3 separate regions of the Mus musculus genome follow, and all the other regions are linked to region 1. A link is a contact called in public HiChIP or PLAC-seq and promoter capture Hi-C data. All regions are on one chromosome and are shown on one strand. Each heading gives the region's core, a stretch centred on a gene start, on an enhancer-like site or on the middle of the called end of the contact. The rest is flanking DNA. Distances are from core to core; before and after follow the strand shown.

Region 1 (2,700 bases), core at 54-2,553:
GTTTAATGCCTTTAATCCAGCAGTTGGGAAGGAGGCAGAGGCAGGAGGATCTCGAATCGAAGTCCAGCCTGGCCTACAGAGTGAGTCCCATGGCAGCCAGCGCTGTGTGTAATGAGACCCTGTTTTAAACACAGACACACAGTATCCCAAGAATAAAAAAGAGCTGCTACACAGGTGAAAAGTGTGGTGTCTAATCCCCCTACACACCCCCTCCCTGGGGGAGGAACATCTTTTTCTCTGGGAATTTGAGTATCTGTGTGTGCTGTGGCATGTGAGCAGAGAAAGCTGGTGTGTGTGTGTGGGGGGGGGGGGGCGTCTTCCAGTGTCATCAGGTTTGATGACTACTGGTTTCAATTTCACTGCTTCTGCTCCAAATGTTTATTAACCACTATGATAACCCTTCTAGATGGCAACCATGCATTTAATTAGTAGGCCAGATTGTATGTGACTGCACACAACCTTTTCTTTCTGTTCAAGTTCTAATAACAATGCTCTATACTTGCCCTTCCCCCAAACAGAACTATTATAGAGTGGTCAGAGTCCCATGATCGAGGATATGGAAAATTTCAGACTGCTAGAATGGAAGATTTCACATTTAATGACTTGCATATTAAACTTGGCTTTCCTTACTTATACTGTCACCAGGGAGACTGTGAGCATGTTGTTGTCATCACAGACATAAGGTACGTGACATCATTCAGAATATTTTACCTTGAAGATGTCTTTTTAATAAAAGTGAGTTGGGGGGAGGAGGAGGATAGCTGCATGCGCTGGCTGGAGTGGAGAGGCCAGGGGACTATGCGGAAGCCTCGCCTGGCCTGGCCCCATGTGGTCCTGACAGTGAGCTCAAGTAATCACACTTGTCAGCATCTACTTTTCTGTCTCTCTAACAGTGCAAAAGTGTAATTTACCAGCGTGGTTCACAAATGTATACTTTCTATGCAGCTGGAAATGGGAGACAAATTTTTAAGGAAAACTTACACTAGACATGCTAGTGTGGGCCTATAATCCCAACACTTGGGAAGCAGAGGCAGGCTGATTTCTGTGAATTGTAGGCCAGCCTGGTCTATGTATCATGTTCCAAGTCAGGCAGAACTACATAAGAGAGAGGATTGAAATCCTATAATTTTTAAGTTTCTCAATTTAATCGAAAGCTTAGTCCTTCTATAGTGGGAAGTTGAATAACCAATTTTCAAACAATTGAGTAGTTTAGAATTGAAGGGCTGAGGAAATGGCGCACACACACAGGCATGTAGAGAATCTTGTGCACCTACCCCAGACCAGACACAGAGAGCCCAGAGAGCATTCCACAAACAGCACTGCTGTGTTAAACTCTGATGGTGGAATACATTCAAAAACAAAACACTATATGCAGGAATTCTTAGAATGTCACAGCATGGTAACAAAGGGAATTGAGAAATCAGCTCTGTATTCATTCTGAAAAGCTCTCTGGGCAAAGTGTTCAGTGATGCAGGTGATTGCCTGTTAGTCAGCAAGCTAGACAAGGCCTCTGCGACTAAGCTACAGCCCCAGCAGTGGGTATTCTGTAAGATACTGCCTGCGTAAATGACAGGTCAGCCATGTTGCAGTAATGTTGCTGGAGAGCAGGTCGAGGTGCATTTCAGCATCTTCATGTGTTTTCCTCATCAAAGGCTTGTGCACCATGACGACTGCTTGGATAGAACACTGTATCCCCTTCTTACCAAGAAGCACTGGCTGTGGACCAGAAAATGTTTTGTCTGTAAGATGTATACAGCTAGGTGAGTGACGCTTTTTTCCTTCTAAACACCCTGGTTTTCACAGTAATTTAGTACTCTGGAGGTCTGTAGATTTAGCCGTCATGGTTTTATCTCCTAGAGTCAGTGTTGCAGTCAGTGCAGTTTGCTTAAAGTTAGCATATTGTTTTGTACAGACTTGAACCCAGAGCCAGCTGCCTGCTGGTGAGCACATGCACACTAGGTTATACAGGGAAACACACAGGAAGTGCAGAACAGACTTGGCGGCTGTAAGGAGCCGTGCTTCTTGCCTGTCATTACAAAATCACTTTTATCTCAGTTTTCAATACAGAAATAACCAGCATATATATAAAGCCAATTAGAAATTAGGTTTTCTGTTTTGATCAGTCACTGTGACACAGATCTGGGAGGCAGGAGGAGTTTGAATGTAATGGACAACAGGATACAAAGTGAAAAGCTGGAGCATAGGACATGGTAGAAGGCTCACATGTGCAGGGGGCATGTGCAGAAGGCATGTGCAGGCTCTTTAGTCAGTCTTGACTAAAGACTCAGCCCCTTTAAAAAGGTCAGGTCTCATGTAGCCTGAGCTGACTGTCCTCCTCAAACCTTGAATTTCTGCCTTCCCCTGCTGATTCTTATTATTAATCAGAGCCCAGAAGTTTGGAAACTACTCAGAAATAGTTGAGTATCTTCAGTTGGCTTTGAGTTCCATATCATAGTATTTATCTAAAGGATTAGGAAAATAGAAATGATACCAAAATGAAAATCCAGAAATTGGTTCAGATTTTCAGAAAAGACTAAAATAAGAGAAACTTACTAAAGATTGTGATTTCATGTGACCAGTGACATCCGAATGTATGAAACAATCTCAGGTGAATAGGATAGCCCAAACTGCCATGATTTTATCCTCAAACTCAATTAAAATGCCTGCATTTCCAAACTGACCAGTCTTGGCTAAATTAAG
Region 2 (2,700 bases), core at 188-2,687, 33 kb before region 1:
GGGTGCTGGGAACCGAACCCAGGTCCTCTGGAAGAGAAGCTGAAGCTCTTTAGCCACTGAGAGACATCTCTCCAGTCCTGCTTGTTGTTTAGGAGACAGGAATTCCTGTATCCCAGGCTTGCTTCAAACTCCCTCTGAAGGTGATTATGACCTTGAACTTCTGGTCCTCCTGCCTCTCCCTTGCAAGTGCTGGGATTATTGATCCCAGGACTTCATGCATGTGAGCCAAGTATTTTATCAGTTGAGCTGCAGCCCAGTCCATCCAATGAGTTTCAATAAATAAAATATATAATATCCATGCAATACAATTAAATTCAACCAAAAAGGGGGGGGGGATGAAGTACTGAAATTTGCTGCAAAGTAAAAATATTGTACAATATTATAGAAACCTATTGTAAAGGTCATATATGATTACATTTATATTACATGTAGAAAATAAACTGGGTGTGGTGGGACATACCTTTAATCCCAGGACTCAGGAGGCAGAAGCGGCTGTGAATTCAAGGCTAGACTGTTCTACGTAGTGATATCCTATTTCAAAAAGCCCAGATAGCAAACCTTTACAGACGTAAAGCCTGAAAAGTGTTGGCTAAAGTTGGAAGGATTGGGAGTCATAACTAAAAGCAACCTTTTCACGAGTGGTGAAAATGTTCTTAAACTAATGGTTGCCCCATTGTGAATATACTAAAAGCCACTAAAGGAATAGTTCCAATGGCTGAATTATACAACATGTGTCACAGGACAATCATACAAGCCAGGGATTGTTCAGCACACCCTGCTATGATATTTGGAACAGCTGAGCGATGGCCAAGCTTCAGAAACATCTAGGCTCACTGGGTTTCAAGCTACTTCCATTTCCTAGTTTACCGGTTTACTCCTTTAACAATCACATTCGGCTCTCTCCCCGGAAAAGTGGTGACTTTTCAAAATATATACATATGGCTAAGAATGAATTTGTGTGTTGCATAGCCGACGTTCGATAAGCTCTATCGTGCAGGTAGGTATACAAAGGCACGCATACAAACACACACCGTGCCTTTCAGAAGATTCTGGACGAACCAGTCTCAGTGCCCCTTGTCCTTCAGGATTCTCTCTAGGATAGGAGGAACCGCAGAGCAGCTCGCAAAACCAGTGGACAAAAGTCCCGCCCCTACGAACCAGATTTGAGAAAACTATGAGATGGGGACCCAATGATTGAGTCTTTAGGTAATTGTGGGTCCCAATACCAGATCAGCTCGGAACACAGCGAGCCGCACAGCCCTCGGACAAGTCCAGAGAACAATGCATCCAGCCCGGCCCACAGCGACCGAGCCGCGCCCAGGCGGTAGCCAGCCTGCTGGGAAATGTAGTTTCTGAAGCACAGCTCGCGCAACCGCCCGCCACCCCGGAGCTCTGCAAAACTACAAATCCCGTCACGCCCCGCGACGCCCTCTCGCCAGCTTTTGCCGGAAGGGATCGTGGCTGACATGGCGGAGGACCTGCAGGGCGGCGGTGCGGGTGGCCCACAGCACCCAGTCCCCAGTGCGAGCCACAGCAGCTTTCCGGAATACGAGCTTCCCGAGTTGCACACGCGCGTGTTCCATGTGGGCTCCTTTGGGGAGCTATGGCGTGGCCGGCTAGGGGCCCAGGATTTGTCGCTGAGCGAACCGCAGGCAGCCGAGCAGCCGACCGACGGAGGGGCATCCAACGACGGCTTTGAGGATGCTGCAGTAGCCAGCGATCTGGGCTGCAGTCTGGAGGCAGCAGCAGAGCTGAGGGTCGTGTGCGGGTGAGTGTGCGGCTTCGGGGTTTTGCGTGGATCCCGCAGGGCTCAGCCTCGTCCCTGCGCTTCTCGGAGACCCTTAACCTTCGTCCCCCTAAACCCTTTCCGGAAGGCCGGAAGAGATCCTTGGGTCCAAAAGCACTTTCCTGAGGGGTGGATCCAGTAACGGGACACTACAAATGCACGAAAGACTTCTATTCTTGATCTTTAAAGTGCTTGTTGAAGTAACAGCGGTATATATCTGTCATTGATATTTGGACAATGGAAGTACCTGAGGATGGAGGAGACTTAAACAGAGCCGGGTTGAAACCTTTATTAACCGTGGTTTCTAGCGGTCCTCATGAAAATGTTATTACTAAAATTTCCCTAAAAGTTTCTTACCTGGAAATAGAAATACAAAAACTAACTTGTAGCGGTCCTTCTCCTTTTGACAGTACTGGCTGTCCTCAAATGAACATACACCCTTTTCGGTATAACACTGGCACAAAAACCATTGTCTTGAATTCTGGCCTCTTTTGAGCTGCCTGCTGGATTTCATAAGACTTAATTATTCAATGATGTATTTAGGACAAGCTCTGACCCGCTGTTGAAAAATGCATGGCTGATCATAAATCGTTGCTTTTCCTTTCTCCCTTTCCCAACCTCCCTTTCTCTAAGCCTTGATAAACTGAGATGCCTCGGGGAAGATGAAGACCCGGAAGTCATCCCAGAGAACACTGACCTAGTGACTTTATGGTATGAGTTTTGTTTTGTTATATGCTATTTGTTTTGGTGCTGGAGATGAAACACGACCTACCACTAAACTACAGTTAGTCTTTCTGCTGTTTATCTGAACACTCTGAATGTTTTACTCCACCACTTAAAATTCAACCATTAGTTTGGTGTCCTGGCTTTTGGCTGTAATCCCAGCCCTCGGGAGGCTGAGTCAAAACTGATGT
Region 3 (2,700 bases), core at 114-2,613, 36 kb after region 1:
ATTTTTTTTTTCCTGAAAATGGAGCTCGGCTGTTTAATGTAACATCTTGAGCCCTTAGGACTTCTCCAGTTAGGTTAATCCAGTGTCCGGTCTACTTCTCCCTTTGGCTATGGAGAACAAAAAATGGAAAACAACATCTTCAAGGTCATAAAGCCAAAGACTGTGAATCTAAAGATCCAAATGAGCCGCCAACTGCAAATCGGTACGAAGCAACCTAAACCACAGCTGACATGCAAGGGCTTGGAGTCTGCATTTTTCGTTGACGCTTTGTATTTTGTTCAAAATTCCAAATTTTAAGGAAATGTCATGATTTCAACTCACAAAAATCCTACTTGATGATTTCGCCTCAATGAAACGTTAATTGAATGTCATCCCCAAAAACTGCTATATAGAACACCTGTCAGAGACTCAAAAAGGGAAACCGCCGCGGATATGAAGGAAAACCTAGAATTTTACAATTGTACGTGAGTATACAGAAAAAAAAAAAAAGAAAGAAAGCTAAAATGAAAGGTTCCAAGTAACGGTAAAGAGAAAAGGAGAGGAAGGACTGAAAGGAAGCCGAGAAGAAACGATGGGAGGCAGGCCGCACCGCTACACCGGGGCTACAAATCACTTACTCGAGCTGGCCAATGAGGATAACCTTTCATCTTGGCGAAGATGAGGTCTCCAGGTTTGAAATCGCGAGTCATGTTTGAGGGGCGACGCCGGGAGTCCCAAGACCAGAAGGGGGAGCAGCGCAGCCGCGATCAGGAGATGCGAGAGCACAGACGCGAGCTGGGACTGGCGGGCCCGCGGGCGGGGGAGGATGCCTCGGGGTGTCCCGACGCGCCTGCGAGGGACAGCAGGGAGGGCGGTTAAAGCGCAAACCCCAGGGAGGGGCCGCGGGGAGGAGGGCAGGGGGAGGGGAGGCGGCGGAGGGGGAGGGGGAGCCGCCTGCGCGCCTCCTCGGACAGAGCGCGGCCTCGGCCCCGAGCAGCGCCGGGGCCTGCGGTCGCGGCCACCTGAGGCAGGGATGCTGCCCGCCACCCGGCCGCCGGCCTCCCACCCCGGCGCTCCCAGGGCTTTTCCCACGGGCCGCAGCCCACGAGGGAGGGGCGCGGCGGGGAGAGGAGGGAGGCTGCGAGCGCGGCCGCCCGCTTCCCATCCGCGCCGAGCGGGGGCGGGGCGGCTCTCACCTGCCGGGCGGCGGCGCTGGGGCTGCGGGGCGCGCTGGCCGCTCCTGCCCACGTCCACGCCGGCCACCTGCGCCACCAGCTGCCGCAGAGGCGTCTCAACGGCTCCGAGCTGCAACCGCCACCGCCACCGCCACCGCCGCCGATGTCGCTACGCCGCTCCCGCGCGGCTCCCGCTCGGCGCCCGCTAGCGCTGGGCCGTACCAAGTGCTCGCGCAGGCACGGGTGGCGCTACAGCCGCCGAGCGTCGTGGCTCGGGAGCTGAGGGCCTGAGTCCCCTAGAGCCCACAGGTGCCCCTGGTTGCGACCAATTGCAAGCAGATGCCGTGGGAGGGGAGGGAGAGGGGAGGCCCGGAGAGAGGCACGCGGGAGCTGTCCCTCTCCTCCACCCCCCCCACGGCTGGCACAGTGGTCGCGCCCGGCCCGCCCCTGCTGGCTGCTCTGCGTGTGTGTATTTGTATGTGTACTGTATGTAAAAGACGGGGAGGGAGGAAACGATTGTTGTGGACCCGGTTTGGGGGCGGGTATCCGGGCCTGTAGCCCACGGCTGCATGTTTAAGAGAATGTGGCAGCCCAAGGTGCTTGTTCTCGCATCCTTCTCCTTGGTGCGAGTACTGTAGTGCTCCTGCGCAGTTTACATCATCCCCAAAATGAAGAGCTGTGCAAAATCCCAGAGATGAAATTGGAATATGAAGCAGTTGCAGGGTGTGCACCTTGTAGGCCTCTTACACCTCGCAGAATGGGCTTTGCAGTCTCCTTTTCTTGGGACTGAAACATGAGAAAGCCCTATTTCATTTCCCTGATATTTCAACCGCGGAGAACCGTTAACGAAAACACAATCCCATTGAATGCAAAACGTCAAGGATATAAAACAATGACAGAGAAAGCGTAGTTAGCTTGTTAGTTAGGATGTGGATTTGGGCCCAATCTAAATTTTAGCCCTGCACTTAAAATTCTATTTCCCTAGAAAAGTGATATATATGGTGGTAGGTGATACAGGAGAGAAGAGTTACTAACACCTAAATATTTCATCATTTAAAATTCTCTTAAAGGGTATTTAAAGGTGAACTTATTTTTGATCCTTTAGCCAGTGGATGCTTTTAATATTTTGTAATACACCTTCTGAAATGGGTTGACTTTTACGATCTTTACTCTAGCAGAACTAATATTATTTATCCATTAACATCCAGGTTCCCAATAAGTAAGGATGTGGCAAATTAGAAGACATTAAAGTATTAAGAAAAAATAAGTCTTTTGTTTCATCCTTCATTGAATCTCTCCAAAATCCTGTTTAGAATAGAGCACTGTTTGGTGTTGAATATACAGCTAGGAACAAGATTAGGTATTTCCTATATCAAACAGGCTAAAAATATTAAAGATATTAAGAATATTAAAATGTGTAAGCAATAATACTGCTTTAAATAAAGACTCACAGCTGAGACTCAGGAAGAGCTTTGTTTGAATAGGCAAAAATTCAGGGCTTTATTTATAAAAGGAATATTGCATGTCTTTAAAAGGAAATCTGGCA

Evidence for each region. Promoter capture Hi-C pulls out the DNA fragments that hold promoters and counts their contacts. HiChIP or PLAC-seq counts read pairs in DNA pulled down with a chosen protein or histone mark.
Region 2: an H3K4me3 HiChIP or PLAC-seq map of embryonic stem cells shows a contact between it and region 1, with 29 read pairs. The contact joins the promoter of Snapc3 here to the enhancer-like site in region 1. A contact is called at or near these places in 1 of 39 promoter capture datasets (pre-B cells), 1 of 15 datasets of contacts at CTCF or cohesin (the NIH/3T3 cell line), 10 of 484 Hi-C or Micro-C datasets (the AML12 cell line, DN2 thymocytes, the STO cell line and 7 more), 5 of 115 datasets of contacts at active chromatin or transcription factors (the SCID.adh cell line, bone marrow-derived macrophages and embryonic stem cells) and 3 of 9 other capture datasets (adipose tissue, liver and pancreatic islet).
Region 3: a promoter capture Hi-C map of embryonic stem cells shows a contact between it and region 1, with 4 times the contacts expected there. The contact joins the promoter of Psip1 here to the enhancer-like site in region 1. A contact is called at or near these places in 15 of 39 promoter capture datasets (the C10 cell line, the HPC-7 cell line, cranial neural crest and 6 more), 24 of 484 Hi-C or Micro-C datasets (the Ba/F3 cell line, CD4 T cells, the G1E-ER4 cell line and 12 more), 8 of 115 datasets of contacts at active chromatin or transcription factors (the SCID.adh cell line, embryonic fibroblasts and embryonic stem cells) and 3 of 9 other capture datasets (adipose tissue, liver and pancreatic islet).

Annotation. Positions count from the first base shown.
Region 1 is chr4:83,449,553-83,452,252 of GRCm38.p6, forward strand. Snapc3 (small nuclear RNA activating complex, polypeptide 3) reads left to right here. Exons shown (of 9, transcript NM_029949.4): 7 at 519-683; 8 at 1,653-1,760. Among named protein-coding and RNA genes, the nearest start is that of Snapc3, 33 kb to the left of the region's middle. Within about 2 kb of position 1,304, at least 10 of the 459 cell types and tissues checked have an H3K27ac peak or open chromatin away from gene starts, as enhancers often do. A contact at or near this core is called in embryonic stem cells and trophoblast stem cells, where this site is marked.
Region 2 is chr4:83,416,287-83,418,986 of GRCm38.p6, forward strand. It overlaps Snapc3 (small nuclear RNA activating complex, polypeptide 3), which reads left to right and starts at 1,438. Exons shown (of 9, transcript NM_029949.4): 1 at 1,438-1,768; 2 at 2,420-2,497. The coding sequence starts at 1,467.
Region 3 is chr4:83,485,100-83,487,799 of GRCm38.p6, forward strand. Psip1 (PC4 and SFRS1 interacting protein 1) reads right to left here and starts at 1,364. Exons shown (of 16, transcript NM_133948.6): 1 at 1,176-1,364; 2 at 618-829. The coding sequence starts at 689.